Linked DNA regions of Neogale vison: region 2 is linked to region 1. A link is a contact called in public Hi-C data. All regions are on one chromosome and are shown on one strand. The core of a region is the stretch at or near the end of the contact, and the rest is flanking DNA. Distances in the headings are between cores, read along the strand shown.

Region 1 (4,567 bases), core at 837-3,336:
GATGAGGGATAAGGGATCCCAGGATCCTGCAATCATGACCTGAGCCGAAGGCAGACGCTTAACTGACTGCGCCACCCAGGTGTCCCTAAGATGCTGTTTTCGAGGAATTTCCAGCCCAGGATGCAGCCCAGACTAGAAAATTAAGGGTGTAATGAGACGAGCACTATGACAGGCAAGTGCTACAGAAAAAACGGAGGAAGCAGCTCAGCAGCCTAGGGAGCCGGGGGAGGCCTGACGGGTGCTCACTGTTTGAACCAGCTCTTCAAAGACAAGAGACATCACTGGAGCTGCAAGACATTCAGGAGATAAAAAGGAGACACAAAAATGACATAAAGTTGGGAGGGGGTGGGACGCCTGGGTGGCTCAGTTGGTTGGACGACTGCCTTCGGCTCAGGGCGTGATCCCGGAGTCCCGGGATCGAGTCCCACATCGGGCTCCCAGCTCCATGGGGAGTCTGCTTCGCTCTCTGACCTTCTCCTCGCTCAAGCTCTCTCTCACTGTCTCTCTCTCTCAAATAAATAAATAAAAAATCTTTAAAAAAAAAAAAAAAAAAGTTGGGAGGGGGGCGTTTTGGGGAGAGGAAGTTTTAGTGCAGCATGTGGGTCTTAACGGAGATTAAGTAGGATAGATATGGTAATTACTGTGAAGTTCACTCATCTCTCAAGTGCCGGAATAGAATTCAAGCTTAGCACAAAGGTCAGTAACTTTAAGAGCAGTACATTGAGATTTCAACTCTCCGCTCTTAGGAGAGAAGTGGTAGTCAAGTGTACAGTGAAACCGTAGCTGCCAATGGCAGGACGAGACTTGCTCTTGGGCAGAATCAGCAGCAAGTGTGTGTATTAAAAGTGAAGCCAGAATCACTACCAGACACTGACCATGTGTTATCATGACCATCACGTTATGGTTATTTCCTATTCCCTCATTCAGGGAGCCAGATTCCATAGACAGAAACTGGTTAAACGGAAACAGCAAAAAGGAAATCTTATGACTATGGCCTTTTTCTCCTCTCAGAGTCCAGCTCTGTTCGTGGGGGACACTCAGTAAGTTCTGATATTGAGTAAAAGAGTGGAGTGGCTATCAGGAACTCTTACCAAAAGAGACTCACAAACCGTTCAATATGCTTCCAAGGCACCTTGAAAGACTTCAAAAGCTATTTAACAACATGTGCCCCTGAACCTTGCAAACGACTGTTTTCTTCCCTTTAATGGAAAATAATAGACACAAATGGCAACGAAGCCTGCGAGAGAGCGCGAACCCAGGCTTTCACGCTCCCTGGTGCTGGGTTCCAAGCCTCCATCGGGAATACGTCATTCCGTCGGAGAAAAGAAGTAAAACGGGCATCAAGTCCTGGCTGAGCTTACGAGGTGGCTAGAGGAAGCTGTGTCACCAACCCATCCTTAGCGAAGTGAGTATTCAAATCAAGCCACCCTGCCCTGGGAATCTTCTAGACCGCTGCGAGACGCAAAGACGTCTTATTGAACGGTGAATGCTAATAACTGGCTTCAGCAAACAAAGGTCTCGTAAACGTCACCCAGATGGCCAGCGTGAGTCAGGAACAGAGTCCCATCCCAGCGACTCCACCCGGGACTGGCTGGGCCACCGTGTACAACTACCCCTCGCGTCTCTAAAGCTCGAAAATGTAACATCTTGCGGCGCGTTTCTGGGACTTGCACGCGAAAGCGTTGTGCAAGCGCGAATTTCGCGTTCACTTGGGTTTCCCCCGGAATGTTCCGCTTTGGGGACCTTTCCCGCCGGGAGGGGGGGGCCGGCCGGAGGGTGGGGACGGGCACGGTCCCCGCGCTAAGCCAGGAGTCGGGAGGACGAGGGGGAAGGCCGGGCCGGGTGGGCAGGGAGGCGCCGCGGGCCCCCGGGAAGGCCCCGTCACGGGCTCCTGCTTCCCCGCCTCACCTGCATGTTAGGCACGAAGCCCTTCTTGATTCTCCAGCAGTTTTTATTGATCTTTTCCAAGAACTGCAGCTCATCATTATAGCTGCGACTCATGGCGGCGACAAGCGGCGAAAACTCCCGGCTCCCCTTTGAAGAGACGCTGCCGCGCTGTCCCGCTGTCCCGCGGCCTGAAGCACCACCTTCCGGAAGCCAACGCGCAGGCGCAGTAGGCTCCGCCGCAGGATGGGCGACGGCAAGTGTCGAGGCTCGAAACTCATGGCCCCTACAAATCGCTTTTCTCTCGTTACGTTAGACTGCCCTCTAGTGTTTATCTTTCTTGGATATTTACTAGCCCTCTTCGGGCTTAAAGGGGAACTAAATGCTGTCGTTTTTAGCGAGTTTGTAGTCATCCTTTGTTTTGGAAGTGCTTCTCAGCACTTGAAGAACGCACTGAATCTGGATCAGGTCCAACTGCTGTAATGAAAATCTGCGTGGAGTTTACGTTCCCAGCAGGGAGGGAAAAAAGATGCGCGTAGCCGCGAAACCTGTTTAAATAAATATGACTGGACACGTGTAATGTTTCAGGACGCATGTGTGGATGCACGTTAAATCACTTTTCTGCCAAAAAAGAACGTTTCGAAGAATGAAGGTGACAGTTTACCCGTTATTCCAGCGAACATCGATGGGCTGGTTGCTATGGCCAGAGGTGCGCCCTGAAGATGAGCAGATCACAGTCCAGGCGGACAGCCGGGCTGCCCGGGCTTCCCTTCCTGGACGACTTGGAACCCTTGTTCATACTCTTTTACATGCCTCTCTTGCTCCCAGAGTAAGCGGTTTTCACGTATTTCCGCTTCTAGTCCTACCGCATGTAAATAGCGGTGACTTTGGGATGGGGAAGACTTGGACTCAATTTCTCCCTCTGCCATGTAAAGCACAGGCTGCTTTACCAGCCTTATGGGATTCATCTCTCTCCTCCTTCGTTTTCTCATCTGTAAAATGGGACCACAGTTCTTCTGAGCGTCTGTGAGCATTAGGTGATTGACTGTCCTGGAGTAACCAGCACGGGGCTTGGCATCCACTTTCCCAGAAGACTGTGAGAGCCACAAAGGCAAAGTCGGTGGTTTCTAGTCCTTCTTGCATTATCCATACGGGCTCCTCTTTCCTCCTCTTCTGCCCCCGTGTCACCCCAGTAATTAGATGCTCTAACAACTTAAGATCCCCAGCAACAAATGATCTAGGCTAAGTGCACTACCATTTCATCTGGGAGGGAAAACCCTAAAACTCAAAGAAGCGTTGTAACTTCTCGAGTTTGCTATGACCACTGTTTCTCACCAGAAACACCGAGGAGCCAAGCTGTCCCTCCTTTAAAGGATTTTATTTATTTATTTGCTAGAGAGAGAAAGGGAGCACAAGCAGGGGGAGTGGGAGGCAGAGGCAGAGGGAGAAGCAGGCTCCCTGCTGAGCAAGGAGGCCTATGGAAGATTCCATCCTAGAATCCCTAGGATCCTGGGATCATAACCTAAGCTGACCGCAGCCGCTTAACCGACTGACTCACCCAGGCATCCCAAGCTGGTCCCTTTTTAGATCAAGCCTTGAAGTCTGCATACCCTCACTTTTTGTCAAAGATGTTAAAGATGTTAACAACGTTAAATTAAAGATGTTAGTTAAAGATGTTAAATTCCCTCATCTTTGTCTTATTTTATTTAAAAAAAATCCAGAGCAGAAGCAGAGAATTTGTCAAATAAAAAGACAAGTTCACATTAATAGAAAACAAGTTTAATTAAATACAAGGGACAGTAGCAGTAAATATAAAACAGACAATCCAATATGGAGGGAAGTGGGGGAAACCCTGGGTTGCTGAGAGAGCTAAAGGGAGCTCCTCCATGAAGAACTCGGGCAAATCTGTACTTTGGGCTTTCTCATGCGCCTCCTCCAGGGCACATGGCTAGCTCCAGGCCCCAGCGTTTTATAAACACAGAAACATACAATGTGCATTCAAACATGAAACACTTAAACGCCTACCCCTACACACACACACACACACCCCGATTTGGCTCTTTAACTCAGTTTGCCTCCCTCTGTCCCTGAGGGCTCAAGAAGGAAAACTGTCAGCCTAAGCACTTCGCAGGGCTTTACAATCCAGCGTGCACTGTTCTCCCCTTCTGGGCTTACAGTAGCTGTGGATTAAGGGCCACTGGCCGCCTGGGGTGGGCTCCAAACAGGCAATCAAGCGGCGGGCTTCCCCCTCCACTGTCCACTTATGAGGTTCAGACCTTCCCAACCATGGAAACTTGGCTGTTGCTTTAAGGACGTTTCATACTTGAGGTCGGTGGAGATCAAAAGGAATCCCTGAAAAGGAGGCAAGAATGAAGACAATGTCACACCCTGGACACCAGCAGTCATAGACCTCTGGGGTTTGCTAAGGGGTGGGGGAGAGATGGCTTCTTTCCCACGTCCTCCTGTGTCACTCCCTCCCTGCTGCTGTCCCCTTGTGAGTGCCTCGGACATCAGAGCAGACTTGGGGTTATTGTCTCCCTAGGTAACTTGAGCAGCTACAGAAGCAGGGGACATGGGGAGGGAAGGGGGAAGGCAGGATGTGCATGGGATTGGAGAGTTCCTTCAGAATCTTATTTCCTCCACGACCCCCAAAAGTGCCAAAATGGAAGAAAAAAAGTGTTCT
Region 2 (4,567 bases), core at 1,031-3,530, 150 kb before region 1:
GACTTCAGTTTAGAACTCTGATATCTTTCATTTATTCAACATTTATGGCCATTCATTGTGCCATAAACACCATGCTAGGTGTTGGCTTTTCTATGGTAACAAACCCTCATGGTTCCTGTTCTCATGGAAATGAACTTCACTAGAATAACAAAGTAACATTTCTGCATACCTGATTTTGTCACTGGGAAATCTGTTTGTGGTACAAGTCCCCAGCACTTAACTGGTAATGATCTCGTTATTCCTTCCACTTCTCATCAGTTACTCTTGGGGTTAGCTGGAGGAGGGGCGGGAAAGAGAGCCTCTTATGATCAGGGAGGAGGGTATCCCGGCTTCACTTCCTACAAGAGCTCACGACCAATCAGAACTAATGTTTATGAACCTAATTATACACAGCCCTGAGCTAGAGTGTGTAACAACAGCCTGGGTTGGGCCTGGGTCCTCTCCTTTGGGACCTTTAACTCTAAGAATAACCAACCTGCAACCAAGTACAATTTTTCTGGCCTCTGGCAAAGAGACTTTTCAGACTCAAATACACTCATCAGCGTTCCCAAGATTCAGGCTTAGAAATGGAGCTACTTAAGCTCAATCGTTTTCAATTCTTGTTATAAAGAATAATGCCAACTGCAATTGGGTTTTCATTTTTAAAGGGAATTTACAACTTGGGTTGAAGTGGCCAAATGTCCAACATAAATAAGCTCAGCATCCAAATGAAAGCTTGGCAGGCCCCAAATAACCAGAGTTCTCTCCCACCTTCTAGGCTTTCATTTGCTCATTCACTTAACAAATAAATAGTTATCAGGGCACCTAGGCAGCTCAGCTGGTTAAGTGTTGCCTTCAGCTCGGGTCATGATCCCAGGGTCCTGGGATTGAGCCCTATGTCAGGCTCCCTGCTCAGTGGGAAGTCTGCTTCTCCCTCTCCCTCTGCCCCTCCTCCTGTTTGTGCTCTCTCTCCCTTCCTCTCTGTAAAGTAAATAAATAAAATATCTTAAAAAATAGTTATCAAGTGACCACTCTGCAGCAGGCACCATGAAAAAGCAGCAGCTCATTCCTAAAAGGGAAGCCCACGGAGGGAAGAGTTCCAGAGGCAAATACTCAAACAGAAGCCCATTTCTTGTATTTCCACCCGCACACCTGACTGAGCCCAGCCAAGTGTTATTAAATCAGCCTCTACTAATAAATCATTTCATGTGCCCTCCTCTAAATATAGCACAGGTGCTTGCTTGCCTGTTCCAATTATTATTGCTGCATTTAAAAAATGCATTTTAATGCATTTTTTAAATGCCAAACTTAGTGGTTTGGTACTTAATGCCAACAAACTGCACGTTGAAAAATGATTTAGGGGCGCCTCCATGGCTCAGTCCATTAACTGCCTTCCGCTCAGGTCATTATCCCAGGGTCCTGGGATCAAGTCCCGAATTGGGCTCCCTGCTAACTGGGGAGCCGGCTTCTCCATTTGTCTCCGCCCCTCCATTCCTCCTCCTGCTCATGCTCTCTCTCCCTCTCTCAAATAAATGAAAATTTTAAAAAAACTAATAACAATGGTTAAAATGGTAAATTTTATATGTATTTTGTCATCTTAAAAATATTATGGGAGAATTAAAAAAAAAAAAAACAAACCCGTAACGGTTTAAAACAGCCATTTAACGAAGATCACAGATTCTGGGGGATGAGTATTTGAGGCAGGGCACAGTGGCGACAATTCATTCCTGCTCCATGGTGTCTGGGCCTCAGTCAGAGAGACTCAAAGGCGGGCGTGAATCGGTGTCTGGGTGCTGGCATCATCTAGAGCCCTTACATTTACATGCCGGGGCTGACCCAAAAACTTGGGACTGCCTACTGGAGCGCCCAAGCGTGGCCTCTTCCTATGTGCCCTTCTCGCAACATAGTGGCCTCGGGGCAGTCAAACTTTCTATTTTCATAGGCTCCGTGGAGCCCAACACAGCGCTTGAACTCCCTTGAAATGACAAAGCTATATTGGAGAAAGCTTTAAAAGAAGAAAACCACAAACCGCTACCATTTGTCAGCGAAGTCTATGCAACTGCAGGCAAAATAAAGGTCTCTGACCCGTACAGTTCCAGTTTTATTTATTGCCTCCGTGAAGTCTGCAGAGACTGTCACAGGTGGGGCCGTCTGGAAAAGCCCATTCACATCAACCCACACAGCCCGGGCCACCCCAGCGTGGATTCCCGGCACAGCCGTTTTGGCTTCCAACCCTTTTCCCACCCCTTTCCCGTCGGTCGCCCTGGAATGACGTCACAAGAAGGCGCGGAGGCGCAGAAATCAGCGTCTGCGCGTGCGCCGTGTGCAAGCAGCAGCCCCAGGCTTGTCACAGAGCCTGGCGACCGCAGGGCGGCGGGGGTCTCGGTGCTGCTGCAGCCGAATCTGTAGCGTGAGGCGTCCTTGAGTTGAGAGGACCATGAACCGCAGTCGGCAGGTGACCTGCGTGGCCTGGGTCCGCTGCGGCGTGGCCAAAGAGACGCCAGACAAGGTAGGCCTGGCCGCTCGGAGGTAGGGGGAGCGGCCTCTTCGCGGCATCCTCGTCCAGGCCTGCCTAGAGAACCTGGACCCGCTCCACGCGGCCTGGGCCTGGCTGGTGTGACTGGCCGGGGTGAGGCCGGCTTTGCCCTGATTGTGGTGAGGGGCCCCCCGGCTCCGAGTCGGGGGCCGCGCCCCCTCACGGTCTCTTCCCACGAGTCCAGCCCACCCCGGAATTGGCGAGCACGTGGGCCTGGCGGGCGGGAAGGGGGCGGGGTGCTGCTCTCAGCGGGAAATCTCTCAACTTCTCACTGACAGCAGTGAGGGTTCACGCTCACTCTAGTGCGTGTTCAGGCATAGCGGGAAGAGGGAGCATGGGATAATGGGAAACCACTTTCTACTCGTGTGCTTGGCATTCTGGGCAGGATGAGAGCTGGAGGGTAGAACAACTGGTATGGAGACTATGACGTCGTGAGGCGGGCGCTGAATTGGGAATTTCTCGCAGTGATCCAAGTGAGATGTTGTGGCAGTGGGTGATGAGAGGTAAACCTGACACATTAAGAAGGAAAAAACCTGCAGAAGTTCGAAAATGAGTCAGTGGTAGAGGTGAAGATAATTTAAGTTCTTCAGCTGATATTTACTCAGTGCTTTCTGTGGGTTGGGCATTGTTCAGGGTCCAGGGGTAGGCATAAACAAAACAGAAAAATGCCTTTATGGAGTTGACATGCGCATATATGTCCGTGGGAGTAAATGCTATGAATGGAAAGGGGAGGGGGTACTGAATGTATTTGGGCCAGTGATGACAAAGGTGGGAAAAGTGATAGGAATGTAAGTGGCTGGGAGGTGAGGTTAACAGGAATGAGGGCTTGGAAGGTTTAAATTCCACCAGGGGACAGACTGTGCTTGTTTTATTCACCAGTTTCTCCCGTGCTTGGCTCCAGTAGGTGCTCATTGTGTGTATATATAGAGAGAAAGAATAAGGCCAGGAAATTATCTCAATAGAAATTATTGAAGGAGGTAATAGTTGTTATTAAAAAGGGACATGTAACCTTTTAAAGACTGTATGAGTTCCAGACTTGTCCACACACTGGAACCACTTGGAGAGCTGCAGAAGGTAGTGATGTCTGGGGCACCTCACTGGCTTCATTGGTGGAGCCTGGGCTCTTGATCACAGGGTCATGGGTTCAAGTGCCACACACCCACCTGCCCCCATTGGGCCTGCAGCTTACTTTAAAAAAAAAACACAGTGCCTGCGCCCCACTCCTGCATATTGTGATTTAATTGGTCTGGAGTGTGAGAAGATTCCCTCCCCCCACCACGTGATTTTAATTGAATACAAGTTTGGTAACCACTGCTTGAAGAGTTTGCGTTTATTCTACAAAATCAAAATAGGAAGAAGAGATTAAGTTTATTCTACAAAATCCCAGAAAAACTGAGATCAGTGAGAGTAATTAGAAAAATATCTTTTTTTTAAAGATTTTATTTATTTATTTGACAGAGATCACAAATAGGCAGAGAGAGGGGGAAGCAGGCTCCCTGCAGAGTAGAGATCCCAATGTGGGGCTCGATCCCAGGACCTTGAGATGATGACATGAACTGCAGTCAAATGCTCTACCACTGAGCTATACCCCCTGATGACATGAACTGAAGGCAGAGGCTTAACCCACTGAGCCACCCAGGTGCCCCGAAAAATAAGTATCTTTAAAAAAAAAATCTTTTAATTAATTTCAAAAGCCTTTAATTTCTGGAACAATGAATGTCTTCCCTCAGGAGGATTTCCATATTACTAGAGATGTTTAGTGCAAACTGAGTGATTGACTGAATCATCGTCTGTCATCAAGTATCCATCCCTACCAGGGGCTGAGCACTGAATTGTGTGTGTAAACACAGAACAAGAAGTTGTTTCTGTCTTCAGTGAGTTTACAGTTTCGCAATAATGGGATGTTTTAAAAGGTATTAAAGCATTGATTAGATGAAAGAATGCCAGTTTTGAAATAAAGAGAATGATTCTAATGATCCTTTTGAACAGGATTTCCCAAGTGGAGAGTCTTAAAGGCAGCTGGAAAGGTGGGGATGGGGGGGGTGGCTGGGT

What was found. A called contact is a pair of places that touch in the nucleus more often than the background predicts.
Region 2: a Hi-C map of muscle shows a contact between it and region 1, with 8 times the contacts expected there. The contact joins the promoter of PWP1 here to the promoter of RTCB in region 1. A contact is called at or near these places in 2 of 3 Hi-C or Micro-C datasets (fibroblasts and muscle).

Annotation. Positions count from the first base shown.
Region 1 is chr12:14,540,811-14,545,377 of ASM_NN_V1, reverse strand. It overlaps RTCB (RNA-splicing ligase RtcB homolog), which reads right to left and starts at 2,086. Exons shown (of 12, transcript XM_044227097.1): 1 at 1,909-2,086. The coding sequence starts at 2,001. It overlaps BPIFC (BPI fold-containing family C protein), which reads right to left. Exons shown (of 17, transcript XM_044228344.1): 17 at 3,654-4,236. The coding sequence ends at 4,114.
Region 2 is chr12:14,689,606-14,694,172 of ASM_NN_V1, reverse strand. PWP1 (periodic tryptophan protein 1 homolog) reads left to right here and starts at 2,280. Exons shown (of 15, transcript XM_044226838.1): 1 at 2,280-2,488. The coding sequence starts at 2,417.